Regions from separate parts of the Sus scrofa genome. Here regions 1 and 3 are each linked to region 2. The links are chromatin contacts, called in public HiChIP or PLAC-seq maps. All regions are on one chromosome and are shown on one strand. Each heading gives the region's core, a stretch centred on a gene start, on an enhancer-like site or on the middle of the called end of the contact. The rest is flanking DNA. Distances are from core to core; before and after follow the strand shown.

Region 1 (3,174 bases), core at 273-2,772, 420 kb before region 2:
CACTGCGCCACGACAGGAACTCCCCAGTCTTCTCCCTCTATGGATCATTTTAGAGTGGTCAAGGCGGGTGTCAGTCTGGTGGTGGCTTTCTTGCTGTCTTTGGGGTTATGATGGTTCCTTGCCCTTCCCTCTGGAATGAAGATTGCTTACAGGGAAGGGGTGGTGGGGGGTGTTCCAATTACAAAAAAGAACACTAAATGCAATATAACTCTAACTAAAAAGTAACCGTTAGTAAAAGAAAGCAATTAAGCAAGGACTAGATCCTTTGTGAAAAGCTAGTTAAGAGTAAGTGTGTGGGCCAAGGCAGGGCATGACATCATGAAGACTATTTTAACTAGTTTTTATCTATAATAATATTTCCTAATCATTGACTCTTTTTTTTCTCTTTTGTCATTTTAGGGCCATACCCACAGCATGTGGAGGTTCCCAGGCTAGGGATCGAATAGGTGCTGTAGGCCTACACCACAGCCACAACAACGTGCGATCCGAGCCATGTCTGCGACCACAGCTCACAGCAACGCCAGATTTTTAACCCACTGAACGGGGTCAGGGGTTGAACCCATGTCCTCATGGATACTAGCTGGGTTCTTTAACCACTGAGCCATGATGGGAACTCCCTTAATCATTAACTCTTGTGTTAGCCTTTTAAGACCAAGGCTAAAGGAAAAGTCTTTTCCTTCAAAACACAAGGACTTAAGATTTTTTTTTTTTTTTTTTCTTTTTGCCATTTCTTGGGCCACTCCCATGGCATATGGAGGTTCCCAGGCTAGGGGTCGAATCGGAGCTGTAGCTGCTGGCCTACACCACAGCCACAGCAATGCAGGATCCAAGCTGCGTCTGCGACACACATCACAGCTCAAGGCAACGCCAGATCCTTAACCCACGGAGCAAGGCCAGGGATCAAACCCGCAACCTCATGGTTCCTAGTTGGATTCGTTAACCACTGAGCCACAACGGGAACTCCAAGGACTCAAGATCTTATACAGGGTTTCAAAACCAGGACCCTACCCCAAGGCTGCACCATTTTTTCCTTGACTAATCCTCCCCAGTTTCTTCATTCCCTCCCTTAAGATCTTTAATGACTGAGACCTGTTCAAGGGCCAGCATTGCAGCCAGGCTTAGATCACAAATTGGCTTAAGCCAAAATGGATTCTTAGGAGTTCCCATTGTGGCTCAGTGGTAATAATCCCAACTACTATCCATGAGAATTCGGGTTCCATCAATCCCTGGCCTCGCTCAGTGGGTTAAGGATCCAGCGTTGCCGTGAGCTGTGGTGCATTTGCTTTTCCTTCTGCCTGGACCACCTTTCTTCCAGGTGACTTAACACCTGGAATACCTATTCTCTCTTTCTTGAATTCAGATTTCTATTAAAATAACCGCTTCTGGGAGAAGATTTATCTGATCAGGCTATTTTGCACCTTCCACTCTCAATCTCTTTATTTCTTTATATTGTCTTTTTTTTTCTTCATAGCATTTATCACGCTTGGACTCTATCTCTTTATTGGATGTCTCCCCACCCGGCTACACACACTGGAAGGTAAGCTCCCTGAGGGCAAGGGCTTTGTTTTTTCACCGCTGCCTTGTACTTAGCATGGCAAATAGCGGGTATTCAATAAATATCCGCTGAATGAATAAATAAATAAGCCACCTTCATCTCAAATACACAGAGTTACTACCAAGAACATGCAAAAATACAATACTTGAAGACCTCTGAATACGACTCCTTTGGGCTCCAGGAATGTGGTTGTGCACACTTAGCGCTTCTGCTACACGTCCCCCTCTTAGAAGACATACGGTAGCACTTCCTCCTTCGCTCAAAATCTCGCACTAATCTCGGAAAAGGAGGGGGCAGAGGGTTACGTCACCATCCTGCGACAGCCTGCCCCGAGACGCGCCAGCAGCTGGCTCAGCCTTTCGCTCCCCGGCCTCCCCCTCCCTGGTTCCGCGCTCTGGTTCCGCCATGGAATCTAACAAGGATGAAGCCGAGCGCTGTATTAGCATCGCCCTCAAGGCCATCCAGAGCAACCAGCATGACAGGGCGCTCCGCTTCCTGGAGAAGGCGCAGCGGCTGTACCCGACCCCGCGAGTTCGCGGTGAGTGTGAGGTGCCGGAGACACAGAGGGGACATTAGAACTGATGGGGGGAATATGGGAACGGACCGACGGGATCAGTTGGAGGAGGGGGAGGGGTGGCGAGGCGCGGCTACGCCTGCGTACTGAGACGCGCGGTGGCCGCTGGGAGGTGTAGTGTTCGGCTCTCCCACTTCTCTGGGATGCTGGACACCTAATGAGAGGGGCCACAGCGACGTCAGCTTTCCTGGGGCTTGCGGACCCCTCTGAGATTTGGAGTTCCCAAGAATGAGAGGCGCTGGCAGGTGGGACGAAAGGAACTTACCTGGAAGCGAAATTGAACTACTTTTCCCAAGGGGCCATTCGGTGGCTGGGAGCCAGTTGCCGGTTTGGGAAATATTATAGTTTAGGAAAATAAACAACTCCTCTGACGGAGAGAATAGGTTCTAGAGAGGGAAAGAGGACTTCCGACCTTCGATCGGCCTGAAAAAGCGTCTCCATATTTTCTCACCCGGGGAGGGCCAGGGATCACCCTCCCCAAACGAGAGCCTACCTTCTTCCCATTCCACACAGTCTGCCCTGTGACTGTGGCTGAAAATGCGGCCTCTGTACACCTGCACCAGTTAAGTCTTGGAGACAGGAGACAGAGTTTTGAGGAAGAGAAAGAACAGCTTTATTGCTTTGCCAGGCAAAGGAGGACACAGCAGCCTAATGCCTCAGAACTATCTCCTGACCTGAGAGGGGATGGCAAGGGATTTTATGGCTTTAGCCCAGAAGTCAGGGTTATTGATTAAGGTGTCCATATTAGTCTTCATCCATAGGTCATTTCAGAGTTGTCAAGGCTGGTGTCAGTGGGTCCGGTGATGATTTCTAGTTGTCCTCAGAGTTATCGTTCCTTGCCCTTCCCTATGGAATGAAGATTGCTTACTGGGAAGGGGTGTTAGGGAGTGTTTCAATTACAAAAGAAAACACTAGATGCAATATAACTCTAACTAGAAAGTAAATATTAGTAATACGTTAGTGGGCCACAGCAGAACATCACGTAATGGACTGTTTTAACTAGTTTTTGGCTGTAACAATATTTCCTAATCATTACGCATTGAAT
Region 2 (3,518 bases), core at 940-3,439:
CCCTTGCCCCTTTACTCAGCTCTTTCACATCACCCACCGTAATGCACACTTCCCCGTTGAGCTCCCCAGTGGGAAGTAAGAGCTGCAGTGCAGGGGTGGTGGAGAGGAGTGTGTGTGTGTGTGTATAAGCCGAGGAGCGTGTGCCAAGGCCTCTGTCTGCTGGCTGCCCCTAAGAGAGGATTATAGATCGTCACAGATGGGGGGGACCCTGGGTTTGCCCCTCCTTGGTTTAGTGTAACCTTGGATAAATGTCCTTCCCATTTCAGGCATCAATTTCCCAATTGGTACAATGATGGAATGAGACTAAGTGAGCTTTAAGGGCCTGCCCTAAAAGGCTGAGATTTCCTTCCCTTGGGCTTATAGGTATCTGTCCCTTAGGGGAAGGTGGGGTCTGGGTCAGAGCAGAAGTAGAGGTGAGCGGTTTTGTGGGCCACCCAGGCCTTTCTTATTCTGGAATAAGGTGAGGATTGAGGGCTAGAAAGGATTGAGACTGCTTCCTTCTCCAACAAGGCCCTTGGCTGATTTTTTAGCCTGGTTCTCAAATGTGGGCTTCCCTTCTAGTTCCCATCTCCAGTGGCTGAGGCACTTCCTGTCCTCTCCCATCTTGCTCCTCAATCCCTTTCTTCTACTCCAATTCTGGGACAATTAATGGTAGGGCTTTGGGAGGGGCTGTGTTTGTTGGGAAGGGGACAATTTCCCTTCCTTTCTTTGGTTCTTTTTGGTTGGTCAAATAATTAAAATGATATAAGACAGATTAACAGGGGAAAGTCAAATTCAATTTCACATGTGTGGGAACTGCACAAGCATGTGAGGGTCAGAGACAGGTAAAATGGTATATACACCATCCTGAGTTAAGAAAGGGGGTGGGGGAGTTCCCGACGTAGCTCAGTGGAAATGCATCTGACTAGTATCCATGAGGACGCAGGTTTGATCCCTGGCCTCTCTCAGTGTGTTAAGGCTCTGGGGTTGCTGTGAGCTGTGGTATAGGTCGCAGATGCGGTTCTGATTTGGCGTTGCTGTGGCTATGATGTAGACGGCAGCTATAGCTCTGATTCAACCCCTAGCCTGGGAACCTCCATATGCCGCCCGGGCGGGGGTGGGAGGGTGGGGAGAGAAAGAAATGAGATAGGGATCTGAGCTTCCCAAGGACAGGAAGGTCATTTACAGGATGTGTAGTAATCAGGTATCTGCTCTGCCATATAGATGGGTCCACTTTTTTGGGGGGGGGTCTTTTTAGGACCAAACGTGAGGCATATGGAAGTCCCCAGGCTAGGGTTGAATCAGAGCTGCAGCTGCGGGCCCTAGGACACAGCTCAGGGCAACACCAGATACTTGACCCCACTGAGTGAGGCCAGAGATGGGCCCTACCTCACCTCATGATTACTAGTCAGGTTAATAACCTGCTGAGCCACAATGGGAACTCCTAGATAGAGCCACTTAGATAAAATTCATCTCTGTTTACTCATTTTCTGGGGAAATTTCCCAATATACATTCTTCCACGTGGTTAAGGGAGGAGGCAGTAATTTCCCTTGAGCCCACAGGGTCCAAAAAGTGCAGAAGTTTCCACGTGCCTAGGTAGCACATTTCAGAGACCTGTTCCGAAACCCTACATACCTAATATTGTTACCTGTCTGGGGCGGGGGGCGGGGGGGACTGTGCATATAAAATATTAAAGAGGGAAAATCGGGGCCCAGAATGAAGCTATACGCAGGCACAGCCATGTAAATATTTAAGAGAGCGTGGGTCAGGCAGTGAGTCTGAGCACTGTGAGAGTTCAGAAAAAGTAGTTAATCCTTTTGAGTGTGGATTCTCACCTAAAAAATGGTGCTATAGAAAATGGTATGTTACAGAAGAAATAGGAGGCTTGAAAGATATTTTATATACATAATCCCCAAGGGAGACTTATTGATTTATGTGTTCTTTTTTGACGACTTCTCCCTTCCTTTCAGTTCCTTTACCCTTTTTCCTCCCATTCTCCTTCAAAACTCCTTTCAGCCTCCGCCCTCCGTCTTCCTCCCCCTCCCGATCTTCCCCTGCGCAGGCGCCCTGTGAGGCGCTGAGTCAGGCTGTGGGCCGGCTCCCTACCCCACCCCCTGCAAAGCAGCTTGCGCCTGCGTGGTTGGGCGGCTTTAGGGCGGGGTAGGTTTATATTCGCAGAGGATCAGCTGACACCCTGCATTGCAGTGTGCGGAGTCAGGCGGCGTCATGTACACCTTGTTCCTCTTGGCTGGCCTTCTGGGCGCGGGTAAGCCCTGGGTCCCTCAGCCTTGGGAAGGGGGGTCTCCTACAGAACGATACCTCCCCATCCTGGGGAGCAGTCTGTACCGTTTCGCGCCCGGTACCGGTCGGCGCCGTTCTTCTGCTCCCCGTAGGGACTGGCGACCGGCACGCACTGCGCAGGCGCCTGCACAACGCTGGTACCTGCACTACGCGGAAGGGTTGCGGGAAGCCTGGGGGCGTTTGGGAGACTCGGCCTGGGGTCGCGAGGGTAGATGGGCAGGGTGGCAGGGTCAGGTAAGTAGCATCTACCTCAGGGCTTGAGTTGCCCCTTAGTTGGGCTTCCCGGGGCCTTCCTTTAAGCTGCCCGTCCAGCTGGTGGGATGACAGCTCCTGCAGCCCAGTTGTGCTTGTTCTGGGCGCAGGTGGTCGAGGTGTGCTGGAGGCTCAACCGGCTGGACCCACTTTGGCCCTTGACCTCATTTGCCCCAGTTTTTAAGCGTATTGAAGTTGCTGGAAGCACTTAGGTATGTCTTTTATGTGGGTGTTTATTTTTGCCTATGTGAGTACATATACTACAAGTTGAGATGATAACAGGGTTTTTGTAGTTCTTATGCGTTTGCGGTGGAGTCCTTTTTCATCTTGCACACCCATTAGCTGGTTTTAGCAGTGGCCTTTATTTTGGGGGAACATCTGAAGTATCTAAGATATTGTGCACAGGAGTATTCTTAACACCTGCTAATTGTCCTGAAATAGTACTGATGGTTGTTAAAAAAAAAATCACAGTTTATGAAGGCAACGCTTGGGAACCGGCAACCCTCCCTTACAGCAATTAGAAAAAGTCCTCAGTGCCCTCCGGATGAACCCCCACCCCCAACTCTTGCCTTCACATCCTAACCTCATTTAAATCATGGTAGAGGGAGGAGTTCCATCATGGCTCAGCGGTTAACGAACCTGACTAGCACCCATGAGGCATCGGGTTTGATCCCTGGTCCCCCTTAGTGGGTTAGGGATCCGGCTTTGCTGTGAACTGTGGTGTAGGTCCCAGACCCGGCTCTGATCCATCCAGCCTTGCTGTGGCTCTGGCGTAGGCCTGCGGCTACAGCTCGGATTGAACCCCTAGTCTGGGAACCTCCATATGCCGTGGCTGAGGCCCTAAACAAACAAACAAAAATTCACAGTAAAGGGAAAGGAGTGAGGTTGATGGATGTGGGCCCGTATTTTAATTTATTATAGACAGAGAGGATCCCAAGTCTGGGAGTTGTCAGGTAATAGTCCACTGAGGGATCTAAACCAGATC
Region 3 (3,560 bases), core at 1,021-3,520, 310 kb before region 2:
TTCAGTACACAAAACAGCCAGGGTTGAAAAGCGGAGTGCAGAATTAGCACTAACTTTAACATAAATAAGCAGTTTTCCACTTAAGTGGAAAAATACAACCAAGTAATTTCTAGCTTTAAAAATTTAGGTGAGATTCTGAGTGCTACCAGCAGGTGGTATGTGATGAATGAAAGTGAAACAAACAATAAACCCTAGTTTGTAACTGTTCTATGAAGGCAGTCACTTGGATCACCAGAACCAAACATTATGCTTGGCCTATACTAAGTAGCTGTTGATTTAAATAAATGTTTGCTGAATGAGTTAAGCATTTCACAGAACCACAAGATTCCTCCTTTAAGGTCATCTAATCCACTTCCCTTATTTTACAGATGACCAAACAAAACTGAGGTGTAGAGACTTTAGCTTATTTGCTGGGCCATATTTTAAACAATGGCTTTTTGGCATGTCATGTGCCATGTGAGAGGTGAAAGAGCATAGTGGTTAAGAGGTCAGGCTGAAGCCTCTTGGTCTAGGCTCGTATCTGTATGACTCGGGACAAATCATTTAACTTCTTTACTCTTCAGTTGCCTCATCTCTAAAATTGGGATAATGATAGTGCCTACCTCAGACATGTTAGGAAGCTTAATATAATTAAAGCAATTTGAACAGTTATAGGTACAGTAAACACTTAATATTAGTTATCCAAAATCACTAATGATTTTTTCCTGAATCATTTTTTCCCTATGCCAGATCAGTTTTTTTAAATGATTTTTATTTTTTCCATTAAGTTGGTTTACAGTGTCCTGTCAATTTCCTACTGTACAGCAAAGTGACCCAGTCACGCACACATATATACATTCTTTTTCTTACATTATCTTCCATCATGCTTCATCACAAGTGACTAGATATAGTTCCCAGTGCCATACAGCAGGATCTCACTGCTTTATCCAGATCCCGGTTTTTCATACTTATTGTTTCAACACACTCAAGGGAAAAGTTATTACTCCCTCCATTTGACATATAGTCAGCACACTCCTAGAGGGGAAAGAACCTGCTCAGAAAGAGGGAACATGCACTTCACACTAACATGCACTTCACACTTTTAAGGTTCATAATCTTAGGAAGAACCCCTTTCTTAGGAAAAGGGGGAGGAGTTATCTTTTTACCCTGGAGGCCTAGCACAGAACCTGGATCACAATTTCTCCTGAATAATGAACAAATGACAGAACACAGGGCGAGCAGCTCAGCAAAGGTTACCCAGGGGCTAGAGAAGATTGGTATGAAGAGGACTGGTTCATTATCATTTTGTTTTTCTTCCTCATTCTGCAGATCTATTTACATAACTCTTTCTCCCACTTGGCTGCTATGCCCAAAGTTGATGCTCTGTAAAATTTTGACAAATGTTTAAATACTGATGATGAGGTAACCTGGGATTTGACGCTATCAGGAAAGCTGGAACTATTAGCAGTAGCGATCCTTGCAGTAGAACAATGCTCTCTGGGGAGATACAGCACGGCTGTGTTCACATTGGTGAGATAATCAACACATTTACTTCATATACGATGGGGATGACCTCGTATTCATAAACTACTTTCCTTCCTGGCAGATATATACCTATCTTAGAAAGAACCTTTTCCTTTTAAAAATGTCCTATCATAAAGATACTGAAGGAAGTACGCTGGTACAATGGCAAATTATTAGAAGCAATTATTAAACTCCATCATCAAGAAAACATTCATTCCGCTGTGTTTCACTTAAACAGCTGGATTACCATTCAAAAAGATGTGCAGCTAAAAACAAGTGGGGCGGAAAGAAATGGGCTGCCAAGAGGAGGGATCAGAACGCCAACGGTTCTCAAGCTACCTCCAAGTCACAGCCACAGCCTCACCCCCACCCCCACCCCGACCCGCCATCGAGTCCCCAGAGGGCTACGCCAACAGCGCCGTTCCACTGCGCAGGCGCCAGCCCTCGGCCCGCATGCGCACTAGCCAGGCGCGGCCTAAGGAAATTTCCTCTTGCACGCCCTCTGCGGCAGGCTCCCATTCCTCCTCCTACTTTCTCCATTTTACTAGTCCCTGCAGGTAGGATCCCAGAGATCAAGTCCCTTTCCACCAGGCTCTCGAGGGTCCCTGAGCCCTCGGCCACTTACCTCAGCAGCTTTGGCACTTTCCCCTACAGCCCCGCCCCCAAGGCCGACTGGTGCGGCCGAGTTAACATCGACAAGGGCGGCGCCGTGCTCGCGCCCGCGTGGAGGGACCGGCAGCGGCGTGCGCGTGCCCCTTGCAGTAGTGGGCGTGGCCGGGGCGGAGAGGACTTCCGGGTCCTTCTCCTCCTCGTTCCCGGATTTTCTTTTTGCTGTGGGGTCCGTATTTCTCCGCTACCTTTGGAGTACTCGTTTTATTTTTTCTTGCTCACTTTTGTCATTTAGGGTTTTATCTTAACGCACGGCATTTCAGGCCTTCTGCTTTGCTCTCTCTTACCAAACCGTCACGCTGCAGGGTTAAATTTGTTATTCCGCCATCCTTCTGAGCAGACTCGTATCCCAAGGAAAGGCAGATGAACAGCTTCCTATCTCAGACAACGCTCTTTCCCAGAGCTCAGTCTCAGCGCCCTTCCTTAACATTAAAATCTACTTTTGTGGAGAGATTTATTTGAAAGGTCCTGGAGGAATAGGGCACTAGGATGTAAAGTCATTAAACTTGATAATTATACCCCTTCTGACATTCAAGTCTGTTTATTTTACTTATTATTTTATTCATTTTACTGCTAATCTCAACAGGAAATCACCACTTGGTTCTGTAAGCAAATTACCAATTAAAGCTATTTTCTTGCTGGGATTGGGTTGAGCGTTAGGGTATTTAGTGAGAATTGATTTTTTGAGGGGGAACTCTAACTTATTTTGGGCTTCATGACCGTCTAACACATATAGTGGGAACATTGGTTGAGCTTAACTATGGCTAGCCCATAAGGAATCTTTGTTTCCAGATTTTTTTTTTCTTTTTTTCAGGCTGCACCCACGGCATGTTGAACTTCCCAGCCTAGGGGTCGAATTGAAGCTGTAGCTGCCAGCCTACACCACAACCACAGCAACGTGGGGGATCTAAGCCCACAGGAACTATACCACAGCTCACAGAAATGTTGGATCCTTAACCCACTGAGCAAGGCCAGGGATGGAACCCGCATCCTCATGATTCCTAGTCGGGTTTGTTAACCACTGAGCAATGAAGGGAACTCCTCTTTCCAGAATTATTGATTCTTTAAGTGATGTTTAGAAGCTTGGCCTCTCAGTGAAGTGATGTACAGTTTGGGGGCCCACAGAAATTGGATTCCTCCCCTCAGCAATGTGTTCGTTTGGAGAACCATGTTGCTTAAGTCATATTTGATTCTGATAGGCATTTTGATTTTGTTGCGCATATAGTTTTAACACCTCTAAAAGTTCTTCAGGATCTTTTGTCCTCCCCTTGAGGATAAGTGTATTAAATATCCCTGCTTTTCTTAATTACCATGCTGGTTAGAGTGGGTGAGACACTGCAAATGTTTAGGTAAACACAGAAGATTGCATTTTACTCCTAAAGGTTAAT

The links. HiChIP or PLAC-seq counts read pairs in DNA pulled down with a chosen protein or histone mark.
Region 1: an H3K27ac HiChIP or PLAC-seq map of alveolar macrophages shows a contact between it and region 2. The contact joins the promoter of DNAJB12 here to the promoter of PSAP in region 2. A contact is called at or near these places in 2 of 47 Hi-C or Micro-C datasets (heart right ventricle and liver) and 1 of 2 datasets of contacts at active chromatin or transcription factors (alveolar macrophages).
Region 3: a contact with region 2 is called in an H3K27ac HiChIP or PLAC-seq map of alveolar macrophages. The contact joins the promoter of ANAPC16 here to the promoter of PSAP in region 2. A contact is called at or near these places in 1 of 5 promoter capture datasets (liver), 1 of 47 Hi-C or Micro-C datasets (skeletal muscle) and 1 of 2 datasets of contacts at active chromatin or transcription factors (alveolar macrophages).

Annotation. Positions count from the first base shown.
Region 1 is chr14:75,188,457-75,191,630 of Sscrofa11.1, reverse strand. DNAJB12 (dnaJ homolog subfamily B member 12) reads left to right here and starts at 1,522. Exons shown (of 9, transcript XM_013983329.1): 1 at 1,522-1,537; 2 at 1,668-2,093. The coding sequence starts at 1,961.
Region 2 is chr14:74,768,239-74,771,756 of Sscrofa11.1, reverse strand. It overlaps PSAP (prosaposin), which reads left to right and starts at 2,189. Exons shown (of 14, transcript NM_001198919.1): 1 at 2,189-2,246. The coding sequence starts at 2,207.
Region 3 is chr14:75,081,383-75,084,942 of Sscrofa11.1, reverse strand. It overlaps ANAPC16 (anaphase promoting complex subunit 16), which reads right to left and starts at 2,270. Exons shown (of 4, transcript NM_001190225.1): 1 at 2,129-2,270. ASCC1 (activating signal cointegrator 1 complex subunit 1) reads left to right here and starts at 1,962. Exons shown (of 11, transcript NM_001244083.1): 1 at 1,962-2,060.